Regions from separate parts of the Macaca mulatta genome. Here region 2 is linked to region 1. A link is a contact called in public Hi-C data. All regions are on one chromosome and are shown on one strand. The core of a region is the stretch at or near the end of the contact, and the rest is flanking DNA. Distances in the headings are between cores, read along the strand shown.

Region 1 (7,763 bases), core at 2,068-4,567:
AAGGGCCTGTCTGTTCCTCAGACCCACTCAGGGAGTGTCCCCTGAGGAATGTGAGCCACGTGCTAAAGCTCCTTGCCCCCTGCTGAGAAGGCATCCTAGAGGCTGTGCAAAGCCCGCCCAGGCCTGGGCGAGGGGTGGAGAGGGTAGACCGTTTCTCAGCTTTGTCTTGGAGATGGGCCACTGGCTCTGTGGGTTATGAGAGGCCCAAATCCCCGGCACATATGGGCTCCGGGACATGGGCAGCTTCTGACGGCTGCATCACTGACTGGAAATGCCCTGGGTGGGAGGACTGGGGACTGTCATGCACAAACCACCACCTCAGCAGCTCCTCCTGCACATGGGGGACCTCGTGCAGCCCCAGAGTGAGGTCATGGATGGAACGTGACTCCCACATCTCACCCCGTACCCTGATTTGCGGAGGAGGGTGGGTTTGGGGATCCGGTCTCTGTATTTGTTCCCGGCCTTGTGGGAGCATCCTCGCTCAGTCACGCAGACGCGTCTGCCCAGCACCTGCCTGCATGGTAACCGAGCCCTGCACCAGGAGCAGAGGATCTAGAAACGCACAGGCTCTGCCCTCTGCATCAGGGAGTTCTTGGCGTTTGAGAGAGGTTTCCATAGTCTCCAGTGTCATGCCTCTGTGAAATGACAGAAGTATTTTTCACATTAACGACTTTCATAGTGGAAAATTACCATGAGATTTATAATGCCTTAGATTTCGTATTCATTTTATTAATCACAAGAGAAAGAGCAATAGTGTCTTATCTGCATGAGACATTTACTCAGGGATAGGTAGTGACACACACGTAGGTTTGCAGACACAGAGCCATCGACGCAGGTGATGAACTGGGCATGGTCGATTGAGTCCAGGCCACTGTTGAGAGGAGTGAGTTGTACTACCTTCGGATGCCCATGGTGTCAGGACTCAGATAAGTGGTGGAGGACACCTGTCCTTGGATTGGAATAGTTACAACACCCTAGCAAACCATCTTCAGTCCTCATAGGATGCTTAGAACAATTTAGGATTCCCTCCCTTGTTCCTCTTCTAGACTTGAAACCTTTCTGTTTGTGAGTGATTTTGCCTTTTTCATGCAGTGACATTAATTGAGCAGCATGGAGATAGTCATGGAAGAAACAGCTGAACCTACAGGGCTTAGCTTCTGGGGAGGGGAGCAGGCAGGCAGCACATGGTTAGGACGCAGCACCGTCAGTGCTGTGCTGGGGGTCACGGAGGGGAGGGCGCCTCATCCAAACATGGGCTGGGGCCAGGGAAGGCCTTTGCTGGGAGGGTGCTGTTGAAAGTGAGGCCTGAAATAGCTAGGAGTTAACCAAGCAGGGAGAGCCAGGCAGGGGGAGGAGCAAAGGCCTGGAAGCCCGAGAAAGCAGCATGCAGGAGAGAAACCCGAAGTCAGGGCCACAAGGTCCTGGTGTGTCCGGGTGGACGGTGAGGGGTGAGGCTGGAGGGGCTCTCAGGGCCCAGCCATGGAAGGTGTGCAGCATGCCCATCAAGCATTTTCACGAGGCGGGTGGTGTGGGGTGTTTCAGAACATTTAAGCACTTAGGCTGCGTGGCCCCAAGTCTGCCCGATGCATGAGCCCTGCTTTCCACCACTGCTTCCCCGAGTCCCACCGGACAAGGAAGCCTGGCCCAGGAGTTTGGTTTGTGTCTTCATGGGGCGAGTTCTCAGCATGTAGGGCAGTTCTGGCCCCTGGGAGGTGTTGGAGAGATGCTCGTTGAGTGAATCGTATCTGGAGCTGGCTTTGGGCAGTGCTGCATTTGCAGAGCTGGTGGCTGCTGTACTGCATTGGAGCCCCCACCTTCTCAGATACCTGCAGAAGCTGAATATGGGAGCACAGACCTCCCGGGGCGGGCCTCCCACCTCAGCACTCAGGTGTATGTTGGACTCAACTTGGAATGCAGCTCAGAGGCCTGGAGCTGAGCTGCTTTGAGGTGGGAGCCAGGTACCATCTGAGCCCTGCTGGGGTTGAGGTGAACCCTTGCCCCCAGTGGCAGATGCCTGGGCCAGTCACTCCCTCCAGTGCTGAGTGGGCTTCATGTCAAGGCCCGGCGCTACCTTAATGCATAGGTGACTTTGATGGGCCCGTGTTGCTTTTAAGAAATAAGTGTGTGCCCAGCTTTACATGAAAATCCAGGTTTTTCAGGGTGTAGCGATGCACATTTCCAGGGGATTTGCCCTGAGAGTCCTTAAGAACAGTTCCTATGCAGTTCAAAGCAGACAGCACCATGAAGAAATGCATCTGTGGCCCAGGCATGGTGGCCCAGTGGCCCATGCCTATAATCTCAACACTTTCGGAGGACAAGGCAGGCAGATCTCTTGAGCCCACAAGTTCGAGACCAACCTGGGCAACATGGTGAAACCCCATCTCTACAAGAAAATGCCAGAAATATCAGCCGGCTCTGGTGGCAGGCAGCTGTGGTCCCAACTCTTGGGAGTCTGAGGTGGGAGGATTGCTTGAGCCCTGGAGGAGGCTGAGGTTGTGGTAAGCCGAGATCTGCACTCCAGCCTGGGCGACAGAATGAGACCCCCTCTCAAAAACAAGAAATGCATCTGTGAATTGAGGTTGACCCACAGGTGGTAAAACATTAGATTAGAAAAGACCCAAGTACGAGGTATGTTTATCCACAAAATAAAAATGAAGTGGTTAGAGAGAAGGATAGATGGATGGATATGTGATAAAGCACAGATAGCAAAACTTGTAATTGTAGAATCTAGGCGGTGTGTGTATGGGTGTGTGTGACACAATTATTTTGACCTTTCAGGAAATTTTATATTTTTTTGTAATAAAATGTTAGTGTTAGAAGAGATATTCCAAGTAAAAGGTCAGTGGGACAACAGGCACTTTGCCTAAGCTCACACTTGGTCAACCACATCCATTGTGAAACAGTTAAAAATATTGATCAGTTTAAAGCTGTGAAGCAGTTTCCCATAAGTCTCAGCTCTTCATTTCTCAGTTTCTCAAGATGTGGTCTGTGTCTGTCTGTATCAGGATCAGCTGAGGGTTTGTGTTTAAAATGCAGATTCCTGGGCCCCACCCTAGACCCCAGGGAGTAAGGGCAGGCCCTAGAAATCTGCATTTTACAGGCCCTCTCCCAGGCCATCTTGTCCCCCTTAAAAAAATAACCTTACTTTAAAAAAATTAATGTGTACATTATAGGAAACTGAAAAAGACAAGCAAAGAACAAAGTCCTCCAGAATCACAAGCAGTTTACAGTTTGCCGTGTCCTTCTGTGTCCTGTGTGTGCACACAGCCTCGTTTTACATGTTTGAGAGCATGCAGTATATGTCATGCTTTTTCACACATCATGAATATTTACCAATTTGAAATCCCAAAGCTGTATGAGTATTTTGATAACCAAGAATACACTACACCACAACTCAATCTGTTAGGAAAAAATGTAATCCTGCCTTTCTTTGGACATAAATGTCACAGATGACAAAAATGGCAACAGGCTTCTAGATAAAAGTATTGGCAGAGTTAATGTTAAAATACTATATTCCCTTAAGGCTCAGTTTAAAATAAGACATAAAGCAACAGAGTACACTAAGTATATGTTTGGAAGAGAATTCATTAGCAGATCTATACCGTTAAAATATTAGCAAGAAGGTATGTTTCCATTGAATTCCTTAATGTATGCCTATAGTACAGCCAAAAGAGATGCACACACGTCAGTGGCTGTCATCCAAATGGAAATATGAACACATCTGCATGTGTCTGTCCCTTTATACTTCCTGGATTCCTCCCAAGCTGGAGGAATACGGTTGCAGACGAACAGAGTGCTTTTTTTCCCCCCTGAGGCTCTTCACTCCTGGATTCCCTCCGGAAAGGCAGGGTTTGCAGAGCCAAGGGTCAGTCTGTGGGCAGCGTGTGGCCAGAGGCTTTTTGTGTGGACCTTGAGCCCCAGCAGGCAGGACTCTGTCTTACTTGACTGCGTATACAGAGAGCCTGGCACACACAAGGCACTTGGTAATCACGCCACCCTTTGCTCTGCAGTTAAAAGGCTTGCAGTCTGGGGAGGAGGGAACGGGAGGAATCATGAGTTTTTCGATTCCTCGGGACTGGAGACAGGGCTGTTAGGTGAGATAGGCAGGAGAGCAGAGAGGTTATTGGATTTGTGCCAGCTCGAATTGGTGCAGCACTTGCAGGTACAGTGGGAGAGACTGGTGGCCGGGTCCGCCCAGACAGGCTGCCCCGTCTAACCCGGAAAGCACATCGGTGTGCATCACCGAAGGGAGAGCGCGTCCTGCCATGTGGGAGGACGAGATAAAGGACCCAGGCTTCGGGGCAAGGGCAGATTAATTTTGGTTACAAAAACATGGAACACAAATGTACATGGTTTGTTTTCAAAAGTCTGGCAGCTATTTTTTACTCCTAGCCTAGCTTACATAAGAGGTGAAACAACTAAATGAACAGCAGAGTAAGTGTCCCTCGGTCCAGGAGGAAGCGTGTGGGCAGGCGTGGGGTGTCCCTGACTTCCCTTTGTAAATAGTAGTTCTTCTGCTCGGTGCTGTCCATAGCATGGGGGTTGCCCTCAGGGCTGCGTGGGAGAAGGACGCATATTTTTAAAATTGCATCCCATATTTTAAAATTGGCTGCAATTTTTCCCATATTTTAAAACTGGCTGCAAGTTTCTACTGCAGGCAAAGGGCAGATGCATAGATGCTGTGTGCATCCTGAGTGGAGTGGATGTAACCTCTCTGCTTCTGTGTGATTTACGGCTCTCTAGGCAGCACGGGCTCCCAAATAGCCCGAGGGGCAGAGACCTAGCTGGGCAGAGTCTACACCCAGGGGCAGAGACCTAGCTGGGCAGAGTCTACACCCAGGGGCAGAGACCTAGCTGGGTGCAGTCTACATCCAGGAGCAGAGACCTACCTGGACACAGTCCATACCCAGGGGCAGAAACCTACCTGGGCACAGTCTATACCCAGGGGCAGAGACCTAGCTGGGCATAGTCTAGATCCAGCTCGCCAGGTGTTAAGCAAGTCTTGTCCCCATCTGTCAAAGTGGGGGGTGCTCTGGGGCATGTCTGAGACCTTGGCATCCTGTGATACAGGAGCATGTTTGCAATGGGCTTATCCTGGGGTGCACCTCTCCATGGGGAGCCTCCCTGACAGGGAGCTGCCCCAGAGGAGGTGGGGACCCTGGAATAGATCTCTGCAGTGAGGGGTCAGCCAGAGGGACAGAAAGGGTTGTTGGCCAGCACCAACCAGTGAGGAGCTAGGCTAATGATCATTCCCAGAATGTATGTGTGTGTCTTTCTCTCCTCTCTCTTGCACGTGCACACACACGTGTGCACATCCTCCCCCCGCCATGGTGACCAGGAATGGGGTGGGGCAGGAGCTCTGCTGTGGCCTGGTCTGCCTTGCCCACGAGGCCTGGAGATAGGGCCCCAGCTCTCCTGCCCTCCTCCAGCCTCCTCTGGCCCCACACAGCATCTCCTGCAGCTCTCAGAGGTCTCAGTCATCTTCGGGAGGAAAAGGTGCTTGGGACATGTTTGTTGATTTGGGTCCAGTGTCTTGAGGCCCCTGAGGCTCTCCCATCTTTTACTTAAAACAGACCTTTCCACTTTCCTCCACTCTCTCCAGCTGCCTCTCCCTGGGCTCAAAGGCAGAACTGTGTGAAAGCAGTGTCATCTGTGGGCCCATTTCCCCCAGTCTCTGGGGCCACCTGCCGTGCCTGCACCCCCCCCACTTACCAAAGCCACTCTTGCCAGTGAAGAGTGCTCCTGACATGGACATATCCGGCAAGCACTCCTCGGCCCCAGCCCCTCCTACCACTTCCTGCCTGAGCTTCCACTCTCCCCACTCCTGGACTCACCCTCCCCTCGCAGGCCCACCCCTCAGTACCAGGGCCCTCATCCACCCCTCGGCCTTTGCTCCTCTGGGCTTTCTCCAGGGATGGCTCACCTGCCCCGCCCACTTCTCTTAGCCCATACACATAGACCCTTGAGTGCCAGATCTTAATCTTTGGCTGAGGCTCTGTCTTGTGCTCCAGGCCTCAGTGTACCCGGGTCGTCCAGAGACGTCTCAAGGCCAGTGTGTTCAGAGTCATTGTCTTTCCCTCCACACCTGCCTGTCCTGTCTCTGGTCTGGAGTCACATCCACTCGGGTGCTCAAGCCAGAGCATAGGGCGACCTTGGTTCTTTGTCTTCCTGCCCACCCCCCGCGTCCCACGCCCAGGTGCCCCTCCTGTTTATAAGCCTGTTTCTCACCTCCCAGCATCTCCCTGTCCGGAGGCGGGTGTTGAAGAGGGCGCCTCAGCCTCACTGGCATCCTTGCTCATGTTACTCCAGAGTTTGCCCGTGGAGTGCCCTCCCTAACAGTCTGGACTGGCCAGTCTGCCTCCGTCTGTCCTGCTGCAGAGGCCTTTGCAGCCGCTCTCCATGGCTCCTGGGTAAAATCCACACTGTACCCTCGTCTGCCACTCGCCCCCTTCAGCGCCCCCAGGACTCCTGGTGCTTTTGCACAAGTGCTTCCTTGGCCCAGCCCCGCTCTCTCCTCCCAGCTCGCTCCTCAGACTCCAGGGCCAGGTCAGGGATGGGGCGCTGATCTGTGCAGCCTGCGTCTCCCAGCCTCCTGCTCCAGGCACCTTGAAACCCCTCCTGACTGCAGGCGGTGCTTGTCACGTGGCACTGTCCTGTCTGCTTCCCAGCCAGAGTGGGAGCTCTTTGAAGACAGGGTCTGTGCCTTATTGACCCCTGGTCCTCTGTGCCCCATGTGCCTTCTGGCTCAGAGGTCCAGTCCCTGGGCAAACCCGGCCCCCGTGAGTTTTTATGGACACAGTTGTGTTGGAGCACAGCTAATGCCCATTTGTTGTCTCTTTTTGTGCTCCCTCTGTGGAGCTGAGTAATTGTGACAGAGACTTAAAACCTGCAGAGCTGAAAACATCACCTGACTGGGCCTGCACAGTCTCAGGGGCTGGCCCAAATGAGGTGCACAATTGGGTCTTTCAGTGAGTGGTAACTAGACTGTGTGTCTGTGGAGGTTTCCCTGCCTGCTAGGAATGGTGTCAGGTCCTAACTGTGTCCGTGCACTGAAGCCTTATGGTGGCTCTGCAGGTTTAGCAGCCACGTTCGTTCCTTCCCTCTTTTCAGATGAGGAAACTGATGATTGATTAATTAATAACATGGCAGTTGCTAAGCAGGGGGACCTGGGATGGGAATGACTGTCTGCCTCCAAGACCTTGATGCTTGCCTGTGAATGAACGTGAGCTTCAGCCTTCACAGGAAGGAGGAAGTAAAGGGGGTGTGGGGAGTGCTGAAAGTGGGGTACTCTCAGGAGGGGTGAGGGGCTGCCACTATCCGAGGCCGTGGAGGCCTGAGGAAGGGCCCCAGCCTCCAGCAGCTCACATTAGAGCTGACACATCACGTCATAATCAGGGAATGTCAAGATTCAGGGTACTTACTAAGGACACCTTGAACGCAGGGAGGTCTTCTGTTCCCACCTGGGACTTTGTGTCTTTTGTGTCTCCCTCATTCCTTAATAACTGCTGAGGAGTTGTGATGAGGTTCAGCACACTGAACCGGGCGTTGGACAGGACAGACCTGACGTTTGGTTTAAGGTTTAAGTCCCCCATGCTCCTCAAAGCGGGCGAAGTTTGAAAACAGGCAGGTGAAGTTCAAGGGATGTCCACGAAGCTGGATGAGCAGGTAGAGTTCAGAGCGGGGGTGATGTTTCCTGGGTGGGTAGGAGGTCTGCCCACCCTGAGTCAGCTGACCCAGACCCTCCCCACTGAGGATGCCCTGGG
Region 2 (7,763 bases), core at 3,419-5,918, 86 kb before region 1:
TCATCATGTTGGTCAGGCTGGTCTCAAACTCCCAGCCTCGTGATCCACCCGCTTCGGCCTCCCAAGGTGCTGGAATTACAGGTGTGAGCCACTGCACTCGGCCTAATTTCCAATATTTTAAGAATGTTCCAGCCCAGCATGGTGGCTCATGCCTGTAATCCCAGCATTTTGGGAGGCCGAGGCAGGAGGATCACTTCAGCTCAGGAGTTTGAGATCAGCCTGGGCAACATAGCAACCTTGTCTCTACTAAGAATTAAAAAATTAAAAAAAAAAATTATCCGGACATGGTGGGGCTCACCTGCAGTCCTAGCTACTAAGAAGCCTGAGGCAGGAGGATCATTTGAGCCCAGGAGACCGAGGCTGCAGTGAGCTGTGATTGCTCAGCCATTGCATTTCTAGCCTGGGCAACAGAGCGAGACTCTGTTTCAAAAATAAATAAACAAAAATAAATAAATAAATAAATAAAATAATGTTCCAAAACGTCAGATCTGTGACAATATAAAACGATAATAGAATATAGTCTTTTGCGGCCAGCCATGGTGGCTTACACCTGTAATCCTAGCACTTTGGGAGGCCGAGGTGGGCAGATCACCTGACATCAGGAGTTTGAGAACAGCCTGGCCAACATGGTGAAACTTCGTCTCTACTAAAAATACAAAAATTAGCTCGGTGTGGTAGTGCACACCTGCAGTCTCGGCTACCTGGGAAGCTGAGCCAGGAGAATAGCTTGACCCCTGGGAGACAGAGGTTGCAGTGAGCCAAGATTGTGCCACTGCACTCCAGCCTGGGCGACAGAGCAAGACTCAGTCTCGGGGAAAAAAAAAAAAAAAGAGAAAGAAAAAAAAGCTATTCCCTCACCCCACCCAAAGTTGTAGGAACAATTTAGAAATTAGAAATGTAGTAAAGTAGAAATGCCATTAGCTAACACTGCTGAGTCAGTATTTTCTGAGAGGGTAGAAAATTCCTTTATCAGAAGAATACAAAATACTGCTTCTATCCAGGAAGCGATGTATTAAGCAATAGATACATTTATATCCAGAGATTAACAAGGAAAAAAAAAGAGATTAACTTAAAAATGAAGAGTTAAGGTTCAGATGGATGGAGTGAAAGCCAAGGATGTTCTGGAAGGATGGAGGGGGAGTGGGACTCTCTGTGTAGTGGTCAGTGGAGGGTCTGTGCATTTGCTCCTTGAAGCTTATGCCCCAGCCCGATGGAGACTTCGGGAAAACAGTTTTTTATTAAAGCAGGGGTAGCAGAATGGGGCGGAAGATGAGGAAGAGACAGTGATTATGTATCTCTACAAAGCTTTATGGCTTCCACAATCTTTTTACATGCATCACCTTGAGCTTTAATATTGTCTTGTCAAGTCATATGGGGAAAATGGTCTTATCCTGATTTTGCAGATTAAGTGACTTCTAGGAGGTAACGTGTCCAGGCCATCCAGTCCTTTGAAGCCTTCCAACCCTGCTACCTGGGGCACCATCCAGTGTACCTGCCCCATTGCCTCCTAGGGAACAAGGGAGCTGAGTTAGATCCTTTGAACAATGACCGGCTGGTGGCGTGGTCAAGCCACGGCATGGTGGCAGATACATCAATGATTATGAACCAACACAGCAGCTAACTGACCCCAAAGCAAACATTCCTGACATGGCTGTGGCCCAGGGCCTTGTCAATGTCCCCAGGGGAAAATTCCCTCGCTAGGATGGGAAAAGTCTCACAACTGTCAAAAGGCATTTGTCCACTGTATTTCTTAGTGTGAGAGAGTAAGCTTACTCAATAAATATGTGTGTGTGTGCATGTGGGTTTTTTTTTTTGTTTTTTTTTTGTTTTTTTTTTTTGAGACAGAGTCTTGCTCTGTCACCCAGGCTGGAGGGCAATGGTGCAATCTCAGCTCACTGTGACCTTCACCTCCCAGGTTCGAGTGATTCTCAGCCTCCGGAGTAGCTGGGATCACATGTGTGCACCACCATGCCCAGCTAATATTTTTCTTTTTCTTTTTTTTTTGGCCAGGCTGGTCTGGAACTCTTGGGCTGACGTGATCCACCCACTTCGGCCTCCCAAAATGCTGGGATTACAGGTGTGAGGCACTGCACCTGGCCTCAACAAATAACTTTAAAGATCCCTCATCCTTGTCTTTCCAAAAAATTTGGAAAAATAACTTTGGCCGCATCTGCACCCCTTACTTTTTTGCTTGCTTCCAAGCAAAGAGTGGTGTTTGTACACATTATACCTATTTTTGAACTAACTTAAATTATGAGCAACTAAGGAACATTTTTTAAATAAACAATTTTTAGCCAGGCGCGGTGGCTCACGCCTGGAATTCCAGCACTTTGGGAGGCCAAGGCAGGTGGATCATGAGGTCAGGAGATCGAGACCATCCTGGCTAACACGGTGAAACCCCATCTGTACTAAAAAATACAAAAAATTAGCTGGGCGTAGTGGCAGGCGCCTGTAGTCCCAGCTACTCGTCAGGCTGAGGCAGGAGAATTGTGTGAACCCAGGGGGCGGAGCTTGCAGTGAGCAGAGATCACGCCACTGCACTCCAGCCTGGGCTACAGAGCGAGACTCCGTCTCTTAAAAAAAAAAAAGATTTTTATTTCAGATAAAATTAATATTTCCATAATTAGGATACACACATAATTAGCAAACACACATTCTTGAGTCCATTGTTTAAGGTTTATTCTATAAACGACTTCCATGAATATTAGAGTTCCTGAATGTCATCTGAATATTTGTCTACACACTTGTGGGCAGCTTCTGTAGCCTTTTTTTGGTAGAAATTCCAGTTTTTCTGAATTCTTCCTTTTCCTTCAGGTATTCCATTTTGTATTGTTCATAAAAAGCTGGGTCATTATAGTGAGCTGTTAGACATTCTTTCATTGCAGAATTTTCTTTCCAGCATTTTACTACCATAAGGATTGCAGAGTTCTTGCAACATTTGGTAAAATCTTGAACTTGTCAGAAGACCTCTCTCTGGTCTTTTCTCTCATTATTTTAGGGATCAAAACATCTTTTTCGACATGTCTGAGATGCTGCTCCAAAAACCTGTAGTGTTTTCCCATTGTTTTTGGTATAAAAACCAAACTCCTTGAAATGGTTTACAGGACATTTCATGGTTCACAGCTGAAACTGCTCCACAGCTATGGCACACACTCCTCTTTGATCTCAATTCTTCTTTCTTGTGGTCTTTGCTTAAGCCACTGTTCTTCAAATTTCACAGAGCAATCATTAGAGTTGTTAAATTAATCCGCGTGGTGGAGAGCCATCGCTGCGGGTTGAGAAGCAATTAAGGAACTCTTCTAATGAACTTCTGGTGCACAACAAAACCATGTGGTCTCGAAATTTCAGTTCCTCCGCAGTCCCCCATTGTCTTTTATGCTACCCCGCCTTCCACAGTCTCTAGGGACCCTTAACCGCCCTCCTTGGCTCTCAGGCCATAATCTCACAACCCTCCCCAGCCCAACGGGGTCTGCCAGCGCTGGGCTGTAATACCACGCGCCACCAGCAGATGCCGCAACCCCAACACTTCACAAAGCCGACTTTCAAAATTACCACCGAGCCTGTCGGCAGCCATTTAGTGCCTGCTGTATACTTGCCAAGCGCTACACAGGGCGCTTCGGGTCAACCCCGCACCGGTTGGCCCAGCTGGGAAATGCGGCGATCGTGTGGGTTAAATTAGTAAAATGGTCTACAGTGCTTTGAACAATGACCGGCTGGTGGTGTGAAATTATTACCAGGCCGAGACCAGCCTGGAGCCGGCTCCTGCCTCGTGCCGTCCCGCATGGAGGTCCCGCCCCTGGGCTTGCCTTCCAGCCAGTTGGGGCCTTTGCCCTTTTTCTGTCGCCTGCCACTAAGCTGCTGCTAGGAACCCCGGCTGGAATTTAGCTCGCCTCCGGCAAAGTGGTGGGGGCGGGCCCGGGTCGGGGAGGCCACATCACCTGCTTCCTGCAGGAACTTTTAGAAGGCAGGCAGCCCGGAACATGGCACGGTGGGGCACGGTAGGGCGCGATGGGCCGCGCCCCTATGGCCTAAACTCAACATAAAGTTTCCCCCTTTGCCCTCTGGCCCGGCCCCAGGGTCGGGGCGCGTTTCTCGCGCCGGGCACAACCGTGAGAAGCGCGGGTTTGCGGGGCCTCTTGGCTGTACCTGGGGCTGCACCTGCCAGGAGTCCGCAAAGGCGCAGGGCCGAGCTCCCCAAGCCCGGAACGGGCGGTGGCCTGGCGGCTACCTCGGAGAGCAGAGCAACCTCGGAGGACAGGGCGTCCCAGCTCCCGGCGCGCACTAGCGCCCGCGCGCCCCAGTCCGCACGTGGCGCTCGGGCCCCGGCTGCAGGCGCACGCGCGCAGGGAGGCGCCACGTGCTGGGGCTCCACACGCCGGGAGGCTGCGCTCAGCGAGGGCACGCGGTCCCACGGGCGGGGAACCGGGCGCCGCGACCCACCCGCCGCGGGCCACCAGCCTCCTCCCAGCGCCCCGCGTAGCCGCGTCCCGCGCCCGGGCTCTCGGGCTCCCGGGCTGGCACCGCGAGGCGGCGCGCCTGTCGCCCAGGGCCGCCGAGGGGCGGGGCCGCCCGCATTGTTCCTCCCCGAGCGGCGGGCCCTCCCCTTCCCCCAGACCCGGGCGGGGCGCGGGGCCGCCGAAGCCGCGGAACGTGGGCTCGCGCGCCCCGCCTTTGTCTCCCGGGCGCGAGCCGCCGCAGCTCCGCGCCCGGTGCTCGCTGCGGAGCCGTTTTGCGCCGCGGCGCGGGGGAACGGGGACTCGGGGCGGGAGGTGCGGAGCCGGCGGGCGCAGCCTCAGCATGGACGTGACCGTCTCGGAGCTCCTGGAGCTCTTCCTGCAGAGCCCGCTGGTGACATGGGTGAGTGTGCCTGGCTCCCCGCCCCTTTGTTGGTGCACCGGCTCCTCTCTAGCCCGGCAGGGGGACGTCGCAGACCTGACTCTGCCGGGGCCCCGGGTGGCCCCGGGCCGCTAGGGACGCAGCAAGTGGCTCCCGGCCGGGGTTGGGGCCGCGTCCTGGAGTCCGGAGCTTTTAAACTCTGGAGCCGGCGCCCCTGTTCTGCGTCCAGCGCGGCACCCCGCCGCGCTTTCGGCCGGGCCGGGAGCCGGGCGGGTACACCTGTTCCCGCCGGGGCGCTAGGCTGGCGGCCTCGGGGCGGACCGGGTCCCAGTGGTCACTCCTGTCCCCGGGGTTTAGCCACTCCCGAAGAGGACCCCATTCTTCGCAACCAAATATCTCGTGTAGTTTTTCTGAATCCCTCAGACCAGCCGGTGGATGGCGGTGACGGGTGGGGAATGGGGGCGCCGAGTGGGAACGTGAACAGACTGGGGTGGGCGCACTGATTTACAATGGATTTGAGACGTGAGGCATTTATTGAAAAGTCCTGTCTTTTTTTTTTTTTTTTTTTCCTGCCCTGGAACGCAGGAGAAAAGTGGCGAGGAAGTTTTCCTCCTCCTGTCTGTCCCGTGTCTGTTGCCCGGCGCGGGGAGGGGAGAGAGGCCCTGGGAGAAGGCCGGGCTCGGTCCCTGCTGAAGGGTGGGGTGGGCGTGGGGGACCCTTTTCTGCTCACACTGACCCGGCCCGTCTCTGCCTGGGAGAGCTTTGGACCGTTTGTGCGCTTGGGGTGACTTCCTGTCTTTCTCTCCTCGTCCCCCTCCCGGCAGGTGAAAACTTTTGGCCTGTTTGGAAGCGGCAACCAGGACAACCTGACTATGTACATGGATTTAGTGGACGGCATCTTTTTGAACCAAATCATGCTGCAAATGTAAGTTACATTCTTCTCGGAGAAAGGAAAGAATGGTGCGTTAGAAAGTTTCAGAGTAGAAAAGGAGTGGAAGGTTGCATGGCCGAGTGTGTGTGGGGTGGCGCGTGGTTCTCTGAAGATAGAGACGCTGGTATCTCAGTATTAACGTGCCTAGTGGCGTTAATACTGAGTATTAACTAATACTAATAGGTGTTTGAAGAACTCCAGGACAGTGGGTCGGGCAGTTCGTTTGATGAAGGAAATTTGGAATTGAGTGACTGCCGTTTACCTGGTGGAGATAGTGCAATTGACTTCAAACTCAAGGACCTAATTGTGGTTTGAGCAATGAAATGAAAAAGTCCCCTTTTGAAGGGCAGGGAACTGTAACGGAGAGTGTCTGGTTACAGGAAGTGTCGGGGTGGGCCCAGGCATCCGAGGGTTACTATAAAGTTTCATTTTAGATGAGGTCGCCTGTGTTTCTGACCTCCTTTACATTTCATCTTCCTTTTTCAGTTGCCCCAGAGCAAGTGCAATTGATTAAGTCCCACTCTATGGACTGAGTTTAAAGTCACAGTGTTAGGAGGGGCCCAGGGAGTCAGAGGCCTTGGTGCTGTTTGTTTGGAAGCATGCAGCCTAAACAGGGTCTTGGTAGAAGTTACTCTTGCCAGCGAGTACATCTGACCACATCCTTTCCTGTTGCTGAGTTGTGCATGGCCTGTCTGATTGACAGCTTGCCACAGTGTAGGTGTTGGCTCCTACCTTTGCATTCTGTTTTTAACTCAGAAACTGCAGGGAACATCGGAACTGTGTGTCGGGATGATTCACAGGCACTTGAAGCAAAATAAAACATCCTGATGTTCTCTGTGGATCAGCCTTGTGTGCTCACCTATTCACCTAGGACTGAGCAGCTTGTCATACTGGAGCATAAATCTATTAGCTAATGAGAGATCAGCTTCATTCGTGGCTCACAAAGGCAGAGGAGCAGTTTGCATTGGCATATCCAGAAAGTGGCTTAAATAAATTGCCTTAAATGGCCTGTTTAGAAAAAAATAATTGAAGAACCTTGCTCTTTTTTTTTTTTTTTTTGGAGGCGGAGTTTCGCTCTTGTTGCCCAGGCTGGAGTTCAATGGCGCGATCTCAGCTCACCACAACCTCTGCCTCCCGGGTTCAAGCAATTCTCCTACCTCAGCCTCCCTTGTAACTGGGATTACAGGCATGCGCCACCACGCCCAGCTAATTTTGTATTTTCAGTAGAGACGGGGTTTCTTCATGTTAGGCTGGTCTCAAACTCCCAACCTCAGGTGATCCGCCCACCTTGGCCTCCCAAAGTGCTGGAATTACAGGCATGAGCCACTGTGGTGCCCGGCCTCCTTTTGTTTTAATAAGTCATTTGATGTCACCCTGTTTAATGGTTTTGTTGTGTTTTGTTTTTTTTTAAGGTTCACAGCCGTGGGTGTAGGAAAAAAAGTCACTACCAATCTTACCAATCTTCAGAGTTTAATTAGATTCAAAAACATAAATCTGTTGCCAGCTTTGGCAGCACTTCTTATATAACTTTGTTGAAACTGAATTCTCCGGAAGCTGTCTCGTGACATATTCGAGTTCTGGCCACTCTCCCCTCATTCTGTGAGACCCTGAAAATTACTGGATTCCATTGGCGCAATGACTGGTGAAACTTCAACCTGTCCTTACCCAAGCCCAAGACTGTTTAATTAAAAAAACCAGCAGTATCCCCAGCCTTTTCATTCAGCTCCTACACCCAGGCAGAGGGGGTAACAAAAGCACTAGAACTGTTTCTCTTTCTTCCCTGACCTTTGGAATTCCTGAAGCGTTTCCCACTTGCTTGTAAATCAGGAAAGCCTGTTGGACCATTCCTTTGAGAAATGCCAGCTCATCACTTGTTCGCATTTGGCCTGTGGCTAAATTCAGGGGAGGGGCTTCTCCCCTTCCCTGGCAATTTTAGATGTTCTCTCTGTGATACGCCAAGGTAATGATTCCAGAAGTGGGAACTGGTAAATTGTAG

What was found. A called contact is a pair of places that touch in the nucleus more often than the background predicts.
Region 2: a Hi-C map of liver shows a contact between it and region 1, with 4 times the contacts expected there. The contact joins the promoter of CCDC88C here to the enhancer-like site in region 1. A contact is called at or near these places in 7 of 14 Hi-C or Micro-C datasets (CD4 T cells, blood, cortical neurons and 3 more).

What each region holds. Positions count from the first base shown.
Region 1 is chr7:164,584,080-164,591,842 of T2T-MMU8v2.0, reverse strand. All of the region lies in intron 9 of CCDC88C (coiled-coil domain containing 88C), which reads left to right. Among named protein-coding and RNA genes, the nearest start is that of GPR68, 70 kb to the right of the region's middle. Within about 2 kb of position 3,317, at least 9 of the 40 cell types and tissues checked have an H3K27ac peak or open chromatin away from gene starts, as enhancers often do. A contact at or near this core is called in fetal cortical plate and liver, where this site is marked.
Region 2 is chr7:164,671,432-164,679,194 of T2T-MMU8v2.0, reverse strand. CCDC88C (coiled-coil domain containing 88C) reads left to right here and starts at 4,668. Exons shown (of 29, transcript XM_077941623.1): 1 at 4,668-4,857; 2 at 5,661-5,761. The coding sequence starts at 4,854. LOC144330380 (a long non-coding RNA gene) reads right to left here and starts at 4,349. Exons shown (of 3, transcript XR_013396487.1): 1 at 4,147-4,349; 2 at 1,341-1,507. It also overlaps the pseudogene LOC114679292.